Regions from separate parts of the Mus musculus genome. Here all the other regions are linked to region 1. The links are chromatin contacts, called in public promoter capture Hi-C maps. All regions are on one chromosome and are shown on one strand. The core of a region is the stretch at or near the end of the contact, and the rest is flanking DNA. Distances in the headings are between cores, read along the strand shown. Region 1 holds the start of Smad1 (SMAD family member 1). Region 2 holds the start of 0610038B21Rik (RIKEN cDNA 0610038B21 gene). Region 3 overlaps Ttc29 (tetratricopeptide repeat domain 29). Region 4 holds the start of Gypa (glycophorin A).

Region 1 (3,022 bases), core at 166-2,665:
TATGGATATACCTCACTCTTTTCATCTACAGAGGGTCTGTACAGGGGAGGGAAATGGCCCTGAGTGGCTTTAAGCCAGGCTCACTCCAACTGTTGCCCAAGGGACCAGAGAGCAACCAACTATGTCAAATGCTGCTTTTAAGGAAAATAAGATGAGATCCAAGAATTGACCAGTAAGTGCTCAAATAGTTTAATGAAGAAAGAAATTTAATTAGCAGGAATATTCTTATGTATAATTTATAAATGGCATTTTATGGGTTTATGGGATTTGTTGCATTTCCTTTGAATAATTAAATATGTAATGCAGATATAATACTTAAATAATTAATAAGAATTTTAAGTGGAGTGCTAAGCATGTAAAGGTACAGGAATAATTGGAGAGTGTCATTAATTTGTAGTGGCCTTTGGTATTTCTTTATATTGCGGGCAATGATTTTTTTCTTTTTTTGGTTTGTGGGGCATTTACTCCTAGAATAGTTCTTCTCTAAACATAACTCAACATTATGATAAGTGTTCAAGATTCCATGCCAACTTCCAGAAACTGACCAAGAAAAAAAGTTGATTGTTTCAAGAAGGTGTTTTTGGTGTCTGAACAGATCAGTAAGATGTGAGTTCCTTTGTGTGTGTGTGTGTATTTTTGTTTTGTGGGTTTTTTTGGGGGGGTGGGTGGGAATAGGGGCAAAACTGTTATCTAAAAGATTGCACCCAAATTTACAGTACTAAAAGGGTATTTCCCAGTCCAAAGCCAGTCTGGTCTGTAGAGAGAGATCTCATTTCCAGGCAAACAAGAAAGCAAGGAAGTTCAGTTGTAAAGTTCTTGTCCAGCATGCATAAGGCCATGGGTTCGATGATTCCCAGAACCTTATAAATAAAAATATGTGCAGCCCTGTAATCCCAGCACTGAGGATGTGGAGGCTGGAGGAAGAGAAGTTCAAGGCCTTTTCCCCTTCAAAGCGTGTTCGAGGTCATCCTGGGCTACGAGACCTTTTAACAAACATACAAATGGTTTCTGTCATTTGCCGCAGGAAGGGTACATACTGGAAATAAATGTATCTACCTAGTAGTTAACAGGTCAGCCAATTTGAGGCTCATGCTACATGAAGGGCCGGTAAATCACTGAGTCAGTGATTGCAGGGCCTTTAAAAATGCGTTTTTAGGACGACTGAGTGGGCTCGATGGTCGTGTTCGAGAACTTTTCAGAAAATAACACAGGCTTTGGAATTTGACTGGCAGCTAGGCAGGGACTAGAGTCAGAGGAAGGCGCGGGCCGGTAATTTGGAGAGGATCCCTAAGCGGCAGCGGGCGCGCGCGGTGCGCGTGTGAGCGAGGGCAAGCGGCAGGCGGGTTGTGCGCCGGGTATTGGCAGGCGGGCTGTGGAGGCTGGGCGGTTCCGACTGCCTGACGCCAGCGCGACCAGATCAATCCAGGCTCGGGGAGCGAGCGGGCGCACCAAGGCGAGGCCGGGGCCGAGGCGCGGGGACGGCGGCCCGGAGCTAAGCAGAGCGCGGGGACGGCGGCCGGGAGCGGATCGGAGCACGGGACCCGGCGCCGGGTCTCGTGCGTCCCTGCGGATGGGCGCGCCGCCGAGCCGGTAAAGCCGAGCGTACCCGAGCCGACTCGAGACAGACTTGTCCTGTGCCGCGCGGGGCGCACCGGGACAGGGACCAGCTCCAGGGGGGGATCCTGGGCGGGCTCCGGGGGGCATCCCGGGCGGGCTCCGGGGGAGGATCGGGGACAGGCTCCGAGGGGATTCTGGGCGGGCTCTGGGGTCGATCTGGGACGGGCTCCGGGGAGGATCCGGGAGGACTCGGGGGACCCGCGCTGAAGGAAATCTGGGACGAGCTCCGGGACGCAGTCCCCCCCCCCCCCCATGATGGCGCCTCGCGGCCGCGAACCTGCCGCCAGACCTCCCTGCCTCCCCGCGTCTTTGTCGGGCGTGTCCAGTTCTCCGGGGACCCCCGTTCCGCATCGGGCCGCAGCCCCATTGTGTCCCCGCCCCGGCCTGCGGACCCTCGCGGGGACAGCGCTGCGCTCAGCTCGGGTCTCCCTGGATGGACGCGCGCACCCCTGTGGGTCCCCACACAGCCTGATTTGGGGATCGGGGTTAAGGAAAGTTCGTAGCGTAGTTCCCTCTGATTTATTCAAAGGTCTGGCGGCCTCGCGTCTCCCCCCCCCCCCCCCCGCCCCCTTCCGCCTACACCCCCTGCGTCGCCCAGTGTCGCCTCATTCCTTTCCCTTTACCGGATTCGATTGCCTCACTGCGCGTTCCGAGCGCCGAGAACAACTGTTCTCGTCCAGACCGTCTTTGTTAGTGTTTCTGTCGCGGGGTGGGGGCGGTGGGCGTGAGAGCGCGGGCCTGTGCAGCCGCTTTGCGGACTGCGTGCGAAGGCTGCGGGGCCAGCGTCTCCCCGAGGTGCTCGGAGGAGCCAGGAGGGACCATCACCGGCTACATCCAGACAGTATGGTAGTCGCGGCTTTTGTTTATTCGGAGGCACATGTAGTTTTTCTAAATGCACGGTACAAAGTAATCCAGCCAAGAGCTTTCCATCTGAAAATCGCCGCCTATGCCACAGCCATCTAAGAGAGCATCGTTGTAGAATGCTTGTTGTCAACCCCTGGCCTCTTCCCCCTCTCTTGGGTTCCTGGGTGACATCTGAAGTTTTCAAAGCACGGACTGAAAGGAGTTGCTTGGTTTATGTAATGCCTTCCTGTTTTTGGAGCAGATTCACAGCATGCCCTTCACAGCATCAATCTCTCTCTAAGGGCCTGTGGTGGATAATGTGCCCACACCTCAGCACAATGAGAAAACTGTTCCCTGGCCAGGTTCATTTTTCATCGTGTTTATAATTACCACTGTAAGTTGTACCGGAAGCTGATGAGCTGTGCTGGAACAATTCACAAAGAGTCAAGGCAGAGGCAGTGTCCACTGCCTGGGTGTTTTCAATTGGTGCGCCTATGTTTTGCACCAGCGTTACTGTGATGTAGGTGCCAGGCCTAAATAGACTGGACTGGCTTTTGGGTTC
Region 2 (3,022 bases), core at 323-2,822, 1.9 Mb after region 1:
AAAAGTCTGGCATTTACTTTCGGCGGGCTATTTTTAGCAGATCGCCTCTCCTACCCGTGTAAATTTAATCTCCAGAATAGAACACAAGCAGGGTCAACGCGGTTTAGCCACACGCTCCCTTGTCCTAAGCCATTCAGTATGGACACGAAGAAAAATGTTCTAGAATCTGTAGAGTCCACGCTGAGTTGGAGACGTTAAGCATTCCCGCGAAGGCAGCTGATTAGACAAGGAGAGAGAGCACCCGGCGTGCGAGCCCTTGCACAGCGAAGCACCCTTCCTTCGGTACACAGATAAAATGAGTCAATCATTTCCACCCGCCCCGACTTTTAAGTCGTCTGATCTCGGGGACCGAGGCCTGCTATTACAAACCCACCATCCCGTTCGGTCAGGCGTCCACTTCGGGGACCAGCCTGAGTCACCTGGACCTTGTGAGCCGAGATCGGGGAGGTGCAGGCGTCCGGGGGTGGAGGGCACAGACTACGTTCTCCATCGCCGCTGCCTCGGAAGGAAGAGGAGGGGCGACTGCGCGTGGGGAAGAGAAGGAAGAGGCGTTCGGGGAAGGGCAGGGAGGAGGAGAGCCGAAGGCGCCCGGGCGGGAGAGCAGGGGCGTGCGGGCGGGGGCGGGGCGGGGCGGGCGCGCCCGAGGCGGGGCGGGGCCGGGCGGCGGCCTCTGCTGCTGCCGGGGGCTGCCGGGATTGGGGAGCTGCGCCGCGTACTCTCCAGGGTCGCTGGGCTGGGCTGGACATGACCGTGCTGCGCTCGCCGCGCGCTCAGCCCTGCTAGCCGCTCGCTGCCGCCGCCTGGGAGCCCAGCTCGGCCTGCGCCCGCGCGCACCGCCGCAGTCATGGGGCTGCAGCCCCTGGAGTTTAGCGACTGCTACCTCGACAGCCCGTGGTTCCGGGAGAGGATCCGCGCGCACGAAGCGGAGCTCGAGAGGACCAACAAGTTCATCAAAGAGCTCATCAAAGACGGCAAGAACCTCATCTCTGCCACCAAAAGTAAGCGGGGTCCTGTTCGCGTTCGGGCTGCGGCGTGGCGAGGAAGGCGGGAGGATCGTCTTCCCCGGCCAAGTGGGATGGCTCAGTGCTCCTAAGACCGGGCTGGAGGAATAGGCGATTCCTTAGGGGATAAGATAAGCTCCAGGGCATTCCTCTCCCAGGAGGTTCGGGCGCGTTCCTTTCCCCGATCCTGGCCCTCGGTGGCGCGGGAGCGAGGAGCTGTGCGTGGGAGCTGCCCCGGGGCTCCCGCCTGGCCCAGCTGAGCACGCTTTGGCGCCGGCCGGAGCGAATGGAGGCTCTGCTCCGGAGTCAGGTTTTACTGCGCCCTAACGCTGCTTCCAGTCTCCCGCAAAATAGAGACATCAATCAGTTTGATAGTTTTGTCTCCTAACATTTCCAAGTAATTTTTTTTGGAAATGCTTTGGGACTCTGCCTGTAGTTGATATCGTCAAAAGTCCTTTAAGTTACACCTCTTATGTATCCCCTTTCTGCCTTGCGCGACAGCACCGACCTACGTCCCTCGTGAGCTAAACCAGAAAGTCTACCTGGCTTTGTGCTGCCTTCTGCACATTCCTCTGTCTTGTGCTGAGGCGGGTTCAAAGATTAGGGGTTGAAAGGGTCAGTGGGCAGACTGCTCCAGGTTCTGGCCTGCGAGAAGTGCCTGTGAGTAGGAAATTCTACTCTTCATGCTCGAAGCTGGCCACCTCAGTTCCATCTGTATTCAAACAAGCAAGCTAACACACCCTCAAGCCACCTCTGAAGACAACAGAAAGAGAGGTGTATCGAAGCTGTAGTGAGTCTTAGGAGTAGAGGCTGGTTGAAATTTGTGCAGAAACGGTTGTAATGTTCTATAAATGGGCGTTCTCCAGGACCAGGTGCTGGCATCCAGGCCACCCTGGAACCCTGAATTCATTCCTTGAGTTATTGCGAACACCCCTTTCCCTCCTTAAAAGGCCTGATAGTGCAGGAGCCAAGCATAGGTGCTCTACCTATCCTCTTGGGTTGGTTAGGTTCCCTGGCTCAATACTCTCCATCTCTGGGCGTTTATTCCATTTGTTTGTAGACAGCACCCCTGGAAAAAACACCCCAGGTACATTTTCACCCCACCGTTTTGTGTCCAGGAAGATTAAAACGTACTGAGTGTACATTCTCATCCACCCAATCAAGTGCCTGGCCTAGTTAATATTCACTTAATGAATGAGTTGAAATATTTTTTTTAATGGGAAGAATTTAGTGGAGCCATCCCTGTAATTTGGGAAGCAAGTCGCTCAACTTCTCTGGACCATCTCCAAGGTTCCTTTGGTTCTGTGACCTCTTCCGTATTTCAAAGTTGGGACTGGAAATCACTTTTTTGATGAGTGGGTTATTTGCTTGGTGGCTGTGCAGGCCTTTGGCTTTGAGGTTTTCTGTTCTAGGTGGGAAACAGAGGGAGAGTCAGTAAATGTGGAGAAATGACCAGAGGCAGGGAGGTGTGCGGACATCCATGGACTGGGAAGTGGATGTGTAGGATTCCATGGCCAGTGTTCAGCATCAGTAGATGAGGACATACGTGTACCTATTCTTTAAAAACTGTGTGTGTGCTTTTGAGCCATTGTACGCGTGGGAGGTCAGAGGACAGCTTCGGAGCTGGACCTTCCTTTCCGTGTCTATGTGGGCTCTGGGGTTCGGGTGTCAGGCATCTCCCAGTCTGGTCTGTTGGCTAGTAGCTTCCTTTGAAGCTAGGGAGATTAGGAGAGGGGCAGATGGCAGTCAGTTTGGCCATAGGTAGAAAGCTATTTCTGTGACTGCATGTTAGCTGCTCCACTGGCAGGAAGCATGCCTCACGTCCCTGAGGCAGCCAGTGTGTGTGTGTGTGTGTGTGGGGGGGGGGGGGGGGGCTAGTTTTCCTCCTCCTCAGAAGGTAGACCTTCTGGAATTTGTGACTTGTGTTTTAATCCTTGTGCGTATGATTAAAGATGAGACACAAAATGGATGATCTCATTTAAGGGAGCAGCCAGACAGCGCTATCTTTTCTATCCTTATCC
Region 3 (3,022 bases), core at 208-2,707, 1.2 Mb after region 1:
AAAAGCATTAAAATGATGACAGGAAACATGTACATGAGGCTCTTCGGTTGACAAGTACTTAGGAGAAATGTGACACCCTTAAAACACAAAAGGAAAAAGTACATAATTTAAAAAATGACAGCCAAACATTATTCATGCTCTTTAGTATGAAAATAAATAGAAAAACTTGCATTTTGATTTTTTTTATAGTGTGACATTTCTTCAGTGAGGTGATGACATTTGCTGTGAAAACTGAACAAGACCTCACCTCTTCAGAACCTCCTCGCTCCCTCAGCCGCCTCTCTGTCCCCTTTCCCAGGGGCTCTGCTAAACCTACTTCTTCCTTTTCCTTTTGAAAAATTAAGTTCATTACGAGCGTAGGCTCATTTTACCACTGTCATTTTGTATTTTTTAGATGGAAAAAAAAAAAACCAAACCTATGGTAAATTGAGTAAAAAGACAGGTTACATCTCAATGCTCAAGGGCAACTCCAGAACTGATTTTTGTGGTTCTAAGGTGACTGCCTCACCAATGACACAGTTTTCATTAGCATCCTTTAACTTTCTTCCACATGAAAGGTAAGTTCAGGGTGTGCTTTCCCTTGTCAGACTTAAGGACAGAGTTATAAGGCATTTGGAGTAAACCTTCTTTGATTATCATTATAAAGAGATGAGTATCACACACACACACACACACACACACACACAGAGAGAGAGAGAGAGAGAGAGAGAGAGAGAGAGAGGGAGAGAGAGAAAGAGAGAGAGAGAGAGAGAGAGAGAGATAGATGAATGCTCCTCGCAGGCCCCGTGCATGAGGGATCAAACTTCCAGAAAGCGGTGAGAAGCGCAATAATGAAAAGCACAGACACTGATCATTCTGACCCTCTGCCAAGACAGAGTCTGGGAGAGATAACTTGCCATAAATAGCATGTTGACCTTATGGCAGCTATCATGAATATCTAGAAAATTACTAGTCAGGACTAACAATATTTAAAATCAAGTTTTGTAATTAGCAAGAGTGTTGTAAAACAAGGAGAAGGTATTTTTGAGAATACAAAACAATGTTGAATTCAAACTTAAAAAAAATTGTACATAAAATAGAGAGCAGGCAGGGAGTGCGTTGTCTCTTTCTAGTTCCTGAACAACACTGAAAATGCTAACAGGAGGCGAGCAGGCAGCCTTCGCAGCACGATCAACAGCACACAGAACAGAATTCAAGCAGAAAAACAATCAGAAGAGCAGAAGGCTCAGAGGTCTATAAATGGATGGATCACTGAGAAATACGGCAGGCAGAAAAAAATGCACCAGATGCAACGGCTTCAACATGTAGAGAATCAACAGGACAATGAAGACAAAGTGATTGAAATGAATTTTCTCTCAGAAACTTACAGATACAGTAAAAGAAAAATTACATGGCTAACACATACCCGGCTGAAGGGAATAACAGACTCAAGCAAGCTGGTGACTGGATCCCAAAAGCTATGTCTGCCAACTGTTCAGCAAATTAATGTACAACATGGATTAATTTCTAAAACGTACAAGACTGTTTTTATAAAAGTTGGCTGTACTAGCTACACTGGAAATTTCATGAGCTTATATCATGCACGGTGTATCATCTGAGCCAAGGTTCCCTCCTCAAACCCTCATTTCCACTGAATGAAAGCAGCAGAGAGCAAGCACACACAAAAACCATTCGTCTGCAAATGCATAAACAAATCTCTAATTTATTCATTGCTTCAAAGTGAAGCCTTTTATGGACTCTTGACATATTTGGGGTTTTAAAGATGCCCAAACATCACATCCCTGAGAAGCAAGCGTCCTCAGGTCAGAAGGAAGCTTCCCACAGGAGTGTTGTGAAAACAGGGAGCAGCCGTTCCGAGCGAGCGAGGAAGGCACTTCCAACTCAGGGTGACAGAAAGAAATAACGAAACAGACACAATGAAATTAGACCAAAGACAGAGCAGAAGAGAACACATCAAGGGTAAACTGAAAGATAATAAAATAGAAGGAGGTGGGGGGCATCTCACAAAACAAACAGCTACTTATATAAAAGACAGAGAAGTCGCTTCGAACCTTATCAAGAATGAGGCAGGAGCACAAAAGCAGATGCAGCTGTGCACAGCAGCCGCACAGCCCTAATTACAGCAACAGCCATAGTCTTTCATGTACAGATGCTGATCGCAACGCTTGGCATATAATTATCTGATTTAAACCTCCCAATGTTTTCTATAAAATTGTAGGGCAGGAAAAGAAAGATTACAGGTTAACCCTATGATTTAGATGAAAATGTACACATACATACAAACACACACACACACACACACACACACACACACAGAGAGAGAGAGAGAGAGAGAGAGAGAGAGAGAGAGAACAAATCAAAGCTACACCATGTAAGTAGGTTTTACCCCAGAATTGAGGGATATAGTCCAATTTTAGAAAATTTAGTAATTTTATTATCATCTTAGCAAACTTTATGATCACCTCAGAAAAAATTAGAAAATTATTTTAAAATGTTAAAAGCCCATAATGTCTAAGAAACGTAGAAACTGAGGAAACTTTTTGTTGGCAATATGTACCTATTAAAAACACATGGGAAAACCCCCTTCACGTTTTGCAGTACACTGGAGAATAACATTGGAATTTGGTGCAATCCTCACTGAAGACCCAGTGACAATTTTAAAATCCCTACTAAACAGCAATATGCAAGAAAAGCATTTGGAACAAAGAGGGGCACCACATACAACTGAATCCATGAAGAGGGCTGTGGCACCAACTCCAGGACAGGCAAAAAAGTCAGTCACCCAGAACACCATGCTTGTGTGTGTGTGGGCGGGGGGAGCACCAGAAAGCACACCCGAGAATAAGAGGTACCGCAGTTTGGGGAAAGACTTGGGAACAGTGGATTTAATCACAGATTTTAAAGATTATTTCTTAACATTGGTGTCTTGCACACACATGTAAGATACATTGCATACACTATAGTACCCCTCTGCACTTAAAAATGTACTTCAGATACTTAAATCGGGTTCTAATCACTTTCC
Region 4 (3,022 bases), core at 174-2,673, 1.1 Mb before region 1:
CTTCTTTTTTTAATTAGGTATTTTCCTCGTTTACATTTTCAATGCTATCCCAAAGGTCCCCCATACCCACCCCCCCAATCCCCTACCCACCCACTCCCCCTTTTTGGCCCTGGCGTTCCCCTGTACTGGGGCATATAAAGTTTGCAAGTCCAATGGGCCTCTCTTTGCAGTGATGGCCGACTAGGCCATCTTTTGATACATATGCAGCTAAAGACAAGAGCTCCCGGGTACTGGTTAGTTCATATTGTTGTTCCACCTATAGGGTTGCAGTTCCCTTTAGCTCCTTGGGTAATTTCTCTAGCTCCTCCACTGGGGGCCGTGTGACCCATCCAATAGCTGACTGTGATCATCCACTTCTGTGTTTACTAGGCCCCACATTGTGCCCGTGTTCCTAACGCTTGCCTCATACCCTCTGCCAGGGAGACTGAATCTCACCCAGTGTCCTACAGAGAGCTCAGCACTTCTCTGCTGTCCACCCTGACTCAGGCCGTAGCTGTGCCATGGATGAAATATGCTCCCCCCCCCCTCGCCTGGGCTATGTGTTTCTAACACAGAGTCACTCACTGTGTTTGAGAGAACATGGCTTAAAATATCCTCAGGAGGCCAAAAGTAAGGCTACTTTAAAATATTTTATTTTATATTATATTATATTTATTTTATTTTATATTATATTTATTTTATTATATCAATTTATCTTAATAATTTTTAAAATTTAAATTTCGATTAAAATTTTAAAAATATTAAATTAAAATTTTAATTATTTTAATAAATTAAATTATTTTAATAAATTAAATTAAATTATATTAATTTATTTTAAAAACATATTACTTTGGATTCAGCCCAGCCATAGAGCAATTAGAAAGGTTTTTGTGGTTATTGTTGTTTTTGTTGTTGTTTTCTTAGTAACAGTAGTAACAGTTCCACAAAGAGAAACCCCTCAGTTTCATGCTGACAGCTTGTCTCCTCTCAGCAGGAGAAACTGGTTATACTAGTTTTGAAAAAGAAAGGGCATAAGTCTACCCTAACCTTCACCAGTTAACCTTAGCTTAGAAATAAGTCTCTTCATAGCCCCAAGCGAAGTAACATGGTTATTTATGTAACGATATTACTTACACTTGATACAAGTTTACTGCTATCTAGGGTTAGAATCAAAGGCATTTCTTAGACTGGGGAACTGCTATTCAGGCACAAATGGTTGTGGGCTGCAGTGTGCCACTCCTGTCCCTAGCTGAATCCTATTTAAACACACCCTCCAGACTGAAACTGAATGTACTACTCAGTCATTGGTTCAGTTAAGTAAGAAAACCAGCATTGGGGCAATTCATAGTTTAAATAAGTCATCGAGAATAAAATATCATCAAGCTGAAAATATTCACTCACCTGATGTTGTCACAGCAGCTGTGCTCTCGGTCATACTGGGAGTGTCTGTCAGCCTTAGGAAGGCCTTGCCTACCTCCTGGTATCTCTCAGGCCCACCTTCCCGGGGCCTCTATCCGTTGACACACATTGGCTAGCATTTAAATGATGCAACATTATTTAGTGTCTGTTAATAAAGATAACTAGAGGTCTGCATAACTGCGAGGACCAGAGTGGAATTAAAATCTTTGTTCCAAAGAATTGCCTGCTGTGTTAAATTTACTTCATGTAAACGAAGTGAGCACCACAAGGCAGCACCAAGGACCACTCAACTGGACATAGAGACTGCAGAGGTCAGGGCAGGCGCTGGACTTGGAGAGTAGGAGTGTTTCTAATGCGGGGGTCCCTATGATCCCTTAAGAAAGTGGCTTCTTGTGTACGAACTGCATGCATTGAAAACTTTACACAATGTTTGCGAACTCTGAGGTTTGAAAGGCTGTCAAGCTCGTGACAGCTCAAAGAGTAATGAAAGAAACGTGAGTCGGGAGAAATCTTCCAGGAAAGTGGAATTCGAACTGAACTGCAGTGTCCGTGTGGCTATAAAAGCAGTTACGTGCTTTACAATGCTTTAAAATGCTCTGTTGCTCAGTGACCGTGAGGCAATCCCCAAATAACAAAAGTAAACGCTAGAAAACAAGACCAGGCAAACCCCAGTCACCCTGAAAGCATAAAGGGAGTGTGTGTAGCGCTGAGCAGAAGCAGGAAGCCCGACCACAGCGGAGACAAACTCCAGGCAGATACCGGCTTGGGCTCAGGACATAGGAGAAGAGTAGCTTTGATTCGAAAGTCTTTGGAAATCAGCCCTTATTAAGCTGCGGAGCGGGAGCTGACCACCAGCTAATAGAGAATTGCGGTTCTTTCTGGTGTCCTTGATGCGTCCTCCCCTCCCCCCCCGCCCCCGAATTTAAAGAAATGCAAAAGCTGGTGGCTTCTCAGGTTGAAAATTCGAGTGTGTGGAAATGGAGACACGTGGCGACCTCTAGTGGCTGTTCTGCATAATAGAAACGAAATGTGGAAACAAAACAAAACAAGAAAACACAACTGGAGAAAACATCAAGTCTTTCCCTTCCTCTTCGTTGTCCAGGAGTATCATCAGGTCGTATCTATGACTTACATCCCACAAATGTGTCAGGCAAGCACAACTGTGTTTTGAGAATTTTGAGCCAGCGTCTGAAGATTAAACAATTGTGTTTGAGACATGCAATCTGACAGAGATCTCATCAGGTTGGTTCTGTATGTGCTTGGCTACTTTTCTCTAAGTAGTATTGGGCCAGTCACTGCAGCGCCATGCAGAAACACAAGCTACGATGTTGGAGAGGAGGAAAATAGTTTGGATCCTTGAGCTCTGTCCGACGTCTATCGTCCTTGTTTTAGCCGTTCATTTCTGCCTACGAGTATCTGCCAGCTACCTCTGCTTCAGATGATTGCTACAGGTGATTCCTGCCGATCTCAACAGGAGGGCGAGACTTTTATGGTTTTTTTTTTCCCACGGGAGTTCGCACCTTGTCTCTGTGTTCCTATAGAATGTTCAAACTACTTCCTGTTTTATTTTCTTCATCCAAATGCTTTTTTAAACTTAAGGAAACGCAAGATTATACACATATGA

What was found. Promoter capture Hi-C pulls out the DNA fragments that hold promoters and counts their contacts. Capture Hi-C pulls out chosen DNA fragments and counts their contacts.
Region 2: a contact with region 1 is called in a promoter capture Hi-C map of adipose tissue, with 3 times the contacts expected there. The contact joins the promoter of 0610038B21Rik here to the promoter of Smad1 in region 1. A contact is called at or near these places in 3 of 39 promoter capture datasets (the 3T3-L1 cell line, liver and pre-B cells) and 1 of 9 other capture datasets (adipose tissue).
Region 3: a contact with region 1 is called in a promoter capture Hi-C map of hippocampal neurons, with 4 times the contacts expected there. The contact joins the enhancer-like site here to the promoter of Smad1 in region 1. A contact is called at or near these places in 2 of 39 promoter capture datasets (frontonasal cranial neural crest and hippocampal neurons) and 4 of 115 datasets of contacts at active chromatin or transcription factors (astrocytes, embryonic stem cells and neural tube).
Region 4: a promoter capture Hi-C map of embryonic stem cells shows a contact between it and region 1, with 2.1 times the contacts expected there. The contact joins the promoter of Gypa here to the promoter of Smad1 in region 1. A contact is called at or near these places in 2 of 39 promoter capture datasets (embryonic stem cells and hippocampal neurons).

What each region holds. Positions count from the first base shown.
Region 1 is chr8:79,397,821-79,400,842 of GRCm38.p6, reverse strand. Smad1 (SMAD family member 1) reads left to right here and starts at 1,415. Exons shown (of 7, transcript NM_008539.4): 1 at 1,415-1,590. Gm51578 (a long non-coding RNA gene) reads left to right here. Exons shown (of 3, transcript XR_003947567.1): 3 at 1-133.
Region 2 is chr8:77,515,606-77,518,627 of GRCm38.p6, reverse strand. 0610038B21Rik (RIKEN cDNA 0610038B21 gene) reads right to left here and starts at 1,572. Exons shown (of 1, transcript NR_028125.1): 1 at 50-1,572. Arhgap10 (Rho GTPase activating protein 10) reads left to right here and starts at 721. Exons shown (of 23, transcript NM_030113.2): 1 at 721-998. The coding sequence starts at 845.
Region 3 is chr8:78,232,161-78,235,182 of GRCm38.p6, reverse strand. All of the region lies in intron 5 of Ttc29 (tetratricopeptide repeat domain 29), which reads right to left. Among named protein-coding and RNA genes, the nearest start is that of Ttc29, 20 kb to the right of the region's middle. Within about 2 kb of position 1,457, at least 7 of the 459 cell types and tissues checked have an H3K27ac peak or open chromatin away from gene starts, as enhancers often do. A contact at or near this core is called in hippocampal neurons, where this site is marked.
Region 4 is chr8:80,492,446-80,495,467 of GRCm38.p6, reverse strand. It overlaps Gypa (glycophorin A), which reads right to left and starts at 1,423. Exons shown (of 8, transcript NM_010369.3): 1 at 1,381-1,423. The coding sequence starts at 1,414. RefSeq lists a cis regulatory region at 1,519-1,701.